Linked DNA regions of Arabidopsis thaliana: region 1 is linked to region 2. Evidence: chromatin contacts called from public capture Hi-C data. All regions are on one chromosome and are shown on one strand. The core of a region is the stretch at or near the end of the contact, and the rest is flanking DNA. Distances in the headings are between cores, read along the strand shown. Region 1 holds the start of AT3G43580 (Beta-galactosidase related protein). Region 2 holds the start of TES (ATP binding microtubule motor family protein).

What was found. Capture Hi-C pulls out chosen DNA fragments and counts their contacts.
Region 1: a capture Hi-C map of seedling shows a contact between it and region 2, with 1.8 times the contacts expected there. A contact is called at or near these places in 1 of 26 Hi-C or Micro-C datasets (root) and 1 of 3 other capture datasets (seedling).

What each region holds. Positions count from the first base shown.
Region 1 is chr3:15,499,777-15,503,442 of TAIR10.1, reverse strand. It overlaps AT3G43580 (Beta-galactosidase related protein), which reads right to left and starts at 1,427. Exons shown (of 1, transcript NM_114226.3): 1 at 1-1,427. The coding sequence starts at 451.
Region 2 is chr3:15,189,103-15,192,451 of TAIR10.1, reverse strand. It overlaps TES (ATP binding microtubule motor family protein), which reads right to left and starts at 1,666. Exons shown (of 16, transcript NM_001339093.1): 1 at 1,641-1,666; 2 at 1,293-1,548; 3 at 795-1,200; 4 at 605-694; 5 at 419-519; 6 at 212-325; 7 at 52-133. The coding sequence starts at 1,023.

The sequences.
Region 1 (3,666 bases), core at 178-2,677, 310 kb before region 2:
CACAAGCGAAATCATGGTGTGTCAAAGACACTTTGGCAAAAAATTCGGGGAGCTTAACAATAGTCACTATCAAAAGAATTCGTGACTTTGAAAAATGTTCTTTAGTTTCAATGGTTTCCGGCGTGAACCACTTGGAGAAAACGGAAAGACTTGAAGCAATTCTCGATAAGGAGGATGGCAGAGCTGAAATTCCCTCCAAGGTGAAGCAGCTATTGCGCCAAAGACCCTTAAGGCCAAATATGAGTTCTGCGCAAAAGGAGGCAACGTCGTGCATCCTCGACAATCTTAGATAGTATTCTTGATGTGGGAGCTGGATTCGATTCGGAGTAAAGGTTAAGGACAGATTGAAGAAGCTTCGGTAATCACCGCTCCTTAGAAATGGGATGATAATGTCGTTCTTCTTCAATCTATTAACTTCATGGATAATGTGCCTAAGCGGTTTTAAGGGCATGGTTCCCAAAAAAACTTTGTATCAGACTATCAACATAAGTGAATTATGTTCCAACTGACGTCCACAATCAATTATACATATAACACGACACAAACAGTTGCTAAGAATGAACGAAAGAGAGTTCAGCTCAAACCTAGGCAGAGATGGGAATGGACGATGCCTTATTAATTTCCTGGCCAAAAAAATGATACAGATGGGCCTGGATTGAGCAGTCAGGGGATTTGGGCTGCCATTTGGATTGTGCATAAATACAATCTGGGCTTTAATAAAAACCTGGTAGATGGGCTTTTATGATTCTTAATGTTGGGCCGTAATTCTTAAAGATGGTCAACGAATAAATCAACATTGGGCCCTGGTGCTTTTGTTGGTAATGTGGGCCAAGCCCAGTAGAAGGAGCCTCCAGCGAGATTAGGGTTTTGTCAATCGTCGTAGCTGACGGTTCAAGGATTTCCAGCCACCAGAAACAAACCAATAGCTTGGGACTGAGCCATGGGGGATCCAAATGATGCGCATGGGGAGGTGGAGCTCTTGTCATGCACGAAGACGGGTGGGTAGAAGCTTCACTCGGATTTGAAGAAGCTTCTTTTGTCCACTTTGACAGATAGGTTGAGAGCGGAGCAGACAACAAGAGGATCAAGAAAGAGCTCTTCCTGTCTCTGTCTCGAAGGGTTGAGGCACCGTGGAACAAAGGCAAGCGGTTGAAGATACATGTAGATTGAAAAAAACGGCCAAAAGCAGAATTAGATCACACCAGGGACAAGAGGAGGAGATCTCCCGATGCCGACAAGCATAAGCTTCACCGGTGCCGAATAGGTGGTTAGGGACTGCGTCTCGATGTTAGTACCCGAGAGAAAAAAGAGTTTTAGTTTAGTCACTCTATTTTTCTCTCTAAATATGGATGATAAATTTAATGCAAATATTATTTTAGTTAACTTTTGTTTTTTTAATTATAATTTTCTAATTTAATGCATAGATAAATCCAAAATTATCTTGTGATGGAGTGATGGGTTTTGGAAGGTAAATCTATCTACACATACACTTTTTCATGTTCTTAATAACATGATATGTGGCATACCATGGTTAAGTGAGTTAATAGTGCAGCGGTAAGTACAAAAAGAGTCTTTGGATATCAATGGATTCTCAAAGATCTATTTGTAGCTAGGAGTTCTTAGCTTTGTGTATTAATGACTTCAAGTTGAGAAAAGCTTTCTCTTTATTAATCAAAAAAAACAACCAAGTCTAACGAACCTAAGAAGCAGACTGGTTATGGTCGAAACATAAAAGAAATCCTAGTCAAAGCTTGTTGCCAAAGCAAACACAAACCGACGTAATAAAACCCAAATAAAGCCCAACACAAGTTTAAAGAATAACATAATTAAAAGCCTAATAATAATGACGTAGATGTTGCTACATCAGTTAATAATAATTTCTTCCTCCATTTAATAAAGAATATTCTCTAGTATATTTTTCTTTTATATTTATTTTAATTTTTTTTTTTTTTTGCTTTTTAAACAAGAAATATGATTAAAAAAAATTCTTTAATTTTTGTTTTTAATTATTTTTTGGAAATAAATTTTTTTTTTTTTTTTTTGTCGTCAACCTTTTGCATTAACTTGGAATCAAGATACATCATTTCAGGATATTACAAGGCTTAAGTTTTTAGCTCTAGCATCCTTAGTAATTCTATCCGCTACATGATTGATATTACGTGAGATCTTAAGGAAGTCAAAAGACTTGTATCCTGATGCCAAGTTTCGTACTTCTTGGAGGTATGTCAATATAGGTGAATGTTGCAGCCCGTGGATTGCTGAGTGGAGGGGTTCATAAAGCTCTGCTGCATCTCCGGAAATAGAACTTCATCATATCCGAGCCTTCAAAGATGAATCATAGCTAATTTTAAGGCCTCGACTTCTGCTTCAAGCGGCGAACTCGTTGGTCGTATTGCAGACATTCCCCAAAGTACAAATTGCGCATTTGGAGTGTACATGATCCAGCCTATGCCTACAGTGGCAGTAGAAGAGACCCATGAAGCATCCACAAAACAACAATAAGTTTTTGCTTGATGAATAATAGTCATTACGTCCTCTTTTGGTTGTAATAGGTGTTGTGGTATTAGGGTCTCTTTGAATTGAATCTCGCTATTTGTTAGCGTCACTCCACCGTAGACTCTCATTCCATTGTTGCTTGTCAATGAGAGCTTTGTTTATAATGTCCCGAATAGACCATCGTTTATTATTGAAAATGATATCATTCCGCATTTTCCACTACAGGAAATGAAGGTATTAATAGTAATACAATATAGCGTTTTCAATGATTCTGGTATAATTGTGTTTTGAAAAAAATTATATAGCGTTTTCGAAAAAACAAACGCTATGGTAGATTAACCGCAAAAATATTTCGTAGTGGCGCTTAGTTTTTGGCTTTATGATAGCATATATGACATTCAAAACGTTATAATAGAGATAACCGGGAAAGTAAAAATTTTGTTGGCTCCAAATTTTTTACTAAGTAAGAAAAGAAAATAAAGAAATAGAGATTAAAAGAAAAGAAATTAGATTGGGTTGGATATTAGATCTGAAACTTTTAGGTTATATCTTCTCTCTACTCGATTAGAAACCCTCTCACAAACGATCCCAATTTGTATGTCTCATCTTTCACTCTCGAGCCTTCTAAGTCTCAATCCCTCTCAGTCGCAATCCCGCTCAGTCGCAATTCCTCTAGATCTCGATCGTCAGTTACAAAATCGATCTACAAAGCCCTCTCAATCGTCTGACAACTTGAAGCGACTACTCAGTTCCCGTTTTCTCTTCTGAACTCGTCAATGGCGGCTTCGGTTCTTCTCAATCATGCTCAATCTCGTTCCGTCGGCTCACACGGTTTTAGATCCAATTTTGTTTTGAGTTAATCTTGCTTATCACTTATCAGACTTGCTAGGGTACATTTAATTGAATAGAATATCATTTAATAAGTTTTACAAGAAATTTTCTCTCTCAGGCACGTTTACCTAGGTCCTAAAAGAAGTTCAGGTTTTCAAAAAAAGGAGATCTCAGCTACTTTCTGTTACTAAAACATGAAAGTTTTGTTCATCGGCTCTACTTCTCCGGCTCTTCTCAGGCTTATCCCCTGCTTTTCTGACCGGAGTTTGACCAAACAATGACGTGGGGAGAACCTTAGACGGCTTTCTACCTAGGAGTGCTGCTTAAGAGAAATTTAGA
Region 2 (3,349 bases), core at 417-2,916:
TCAAATGCATAAAAAGATATAGAGCATCTTAACAGGTGATAGAAGAATTACCTTCACAAATGCTAATTAAATGCTGTAAATGTTGCCTGCTTTCTACCACTTCCTCCACCAGATTTTCCACAATGGTTCCTTTCTGCAATATACACAGCATTCTTATACTGGCCGAGATAGTTCATGAGCCTTGACTTAGTGTTTCCGACCCTTTACTTACCTCTGGATCATCTAACAGTCTAAGGGGCCCAGTATCACGATTTAAAAGGTCAACCACGGTCTCGTTATAAATCTCCAAAGCAGATACTTTCAAGACAAAGCTCCTTTCTTGAGTCTACATAGATTTCAACAGATCCATGAGAATAGAAAAAGAACATATCACTTCGTAACAAAACCAAAACCAAAACACATCCATTTGATCACTCACTTTTCTTATATGTTCGTATATATCTTTAACAACACTTTCAGTAACCCCCCTCATTGTAAACGTCTTGCCACTACTAGTCTGACCATAAGCAAAAATAGTTGCTGCAATAGATAGAGACAAGAAATCACATATCCACAAATAACATATCCTTAGATAATGGGATTTTTTAGATTTCTGTGTAGTTACCATTTGTTCCTGCTAATGCAGATAGTGCAACGTCCCTAGAACCACCTTCATACACCTCTTGAGTTGCACAAGTTGGCTCAAAAACTTTATCTATAAGTACAAAGAAGAAAAAACTTAAATGAGCTATATAACAAAAATGGAAAGAAGAGAAGACAAAATAAGCAATCGACTAGATTCTAATAAAAAATACCAAATGAATATTTTGTTGGAGCCTTGTCAGGATTCGGATTCTTAAAGACGATAGTCTCATCATCGGGACATTCCCAAGCAATGAGATCATATTTGGCATGTTCCCTCCAATTTAATGGTCTCATCCGAACAGTGACAAGAATCTTCTCCTCTGTAACTTTGGAACCACATGGAGTATAAGGATTGGACTTATCTATCTTACTTAACGGAGTTCTCGGAGGTCCCATCATCTTCTACACACAAAATCGAAACCAATTTTAGAAACTTATAAGACCTAAACGCTACAAATCTACTCTACATCTGTAGATCAAACACAATTTCTTCTAAATCTAATCACCTAATCGAAGATTTTCTTTGAGAATCAGTAATCGTAACTGTTAGATTGTTCAGAAATCCATCTATGGAAACTAGAACAACCAATACATGAGAATCCAACATAATAGTCACCTGAAATCAAATCCAGAATAGGAAACAAGAGAGAAATTAAAAGATCGCTTACAGAGAAGAAGGGACTTAACAGAGGGAACACGTCGGAGAAAGAAAACGCGGCGGTGGTGGTCGACGACGGACGGATGATTCGCCGGAGAAAATCAAATCGATGAGAAGATGGTGGAGATGATTAGGGATTTGTTTTCGCAGAGGCAAAATCGAAAGCAGAGAATGTGTAACGGAAACTATTTTCTTGCTACTTTCTTCTTCTTCGTCTTCTTCTTCTTTTTACTTTGTTTTTTTCAATTCCCGTTCTCTGCGCAGACCTGAAATTTTTTGAACTTTGAACGGTCAAAGATCAAGGGTTCTTAACGAGCCACGTGTAAGATTGGGATTCTACATCGAACACAGCACTAACCTATACGACGTATCTTAACGTTCTAAGAAAAGTGCATCAATGTGTACGTTAATGCCAACCAAAACGGGTTTATTGGTACGTTATGGTTTACAAGCAGAATTTCTCAATCCGAGAGAGCAAAAAACGACTGTGTTGATAAATTGGGTCAAATGAAGAAAAGAGAAACATGGGCCAGCTAAAGATTAAGCCCAATACTAAAGCGACGTCGTCTGAGGCACAACGGTCATATGCAAACGACTAGAAACAACAAACACAGGAAGCACGAGAGGTGATGAAAAAGCTTGTACGGAGAGAAAGTTAGCGATTTTTTGCAGCCCGACACAGGATGATGATATCTGTCCTATCTCTAGGGTTTTTCGAGTTACCCCATTCTCTCTCACGTCTCGTGTATAAATACTAAATGTTCTGTTTCCTTTAGCTTCCTTCCTTTGCTTTGTTGTTACTAATTCTGCTCGTTATATTGTAAGTGTGATTAGTGTTAAATTTTTAGCGTATTTTTTCTTTCTAAGTTGGGATTTGTTTAGCTTGTTGCGTTGCCTTTTTCAGTGTGATTAATTAGTGAACAATGAGGTTAGCTAGCTTTTAGTTAGGGTTTAATCCTCCTTTTAGCTTTCACATTCTTTCTTCGATTTAGCCACAAAAACTCATCCACATACACGTACATAACTGGTCCTGAGCACAATAAAGTGAAACATGTTAGAAAACATGGATGATTATCCATCTTTAAAGTAGATCATATGACCTTATCTTATCCTTATATATAAGTCTTACTCACCAAGTTACTTTATCTTTAAGACACTTACTCCCCAAGTTTTCTCCTCCTATATATATATCTACGTTGTTTCATTGTGAAATCATATAGTATAGATCAACAATTTTACTATAATATGAATATTTATATACCTATTATTCAAGTATTTCACTATCATGAACACATACAACAACATTATATGATATATTAATATGTAGTTATATTACTAATGTATTTTGAAATTTGTTTAACTTAATTGTAACAAACAATTCTTTTTTTCATATATTCTTTCGTCATCTAGTACACCAACCTATCATGATATGCTAGTAATTTAAGTTAACACTTTAATTATCTTCCCTTGCATATAGCCATATAGAGTCTCGTATTTTTGTGTGGATATGTCTAATGTCTCGGATGACCATTACGTGAAAAAATTGTATATCAATGTTATCAAGTTATCAGACCGCACAAAAATAAACAGAAAGAAGGTCATATGATAAATCATATTCACATAACGTAATAATAAGAAAATATCCAACTAAAATTATTAAATTAATATGAGGTTAGATAGCAATTATCTAAAATACAATACACGTAAATTTTTAGCCATTATGGATTAATAACTATTGATAAAAAAATATAAAAATAAGTAAAATAGAATAAAAGTAGTATTTGATACATTATTATGATTTTTTTATTTATTGAATGTTTTTAGAAAATTAATTTTAAGAGTGAGATTAATAGAGAATTTAACACAACAAAAGACTTTTAATTTTTCCTCAATTAGTTTTACTAATTTTTTTATTTAATTAATGTAGAATGACACATGTCATTTTCTTGTGTGATGATGTGTCACTTATATGTAGAGAGTTTTCCAACTTTCATATATATGGGAATAAAAGTTGAAGTGTAAGTTCTACATATGAGTTACTATTTCTTTTTGGTCCTGTCTGAAAAT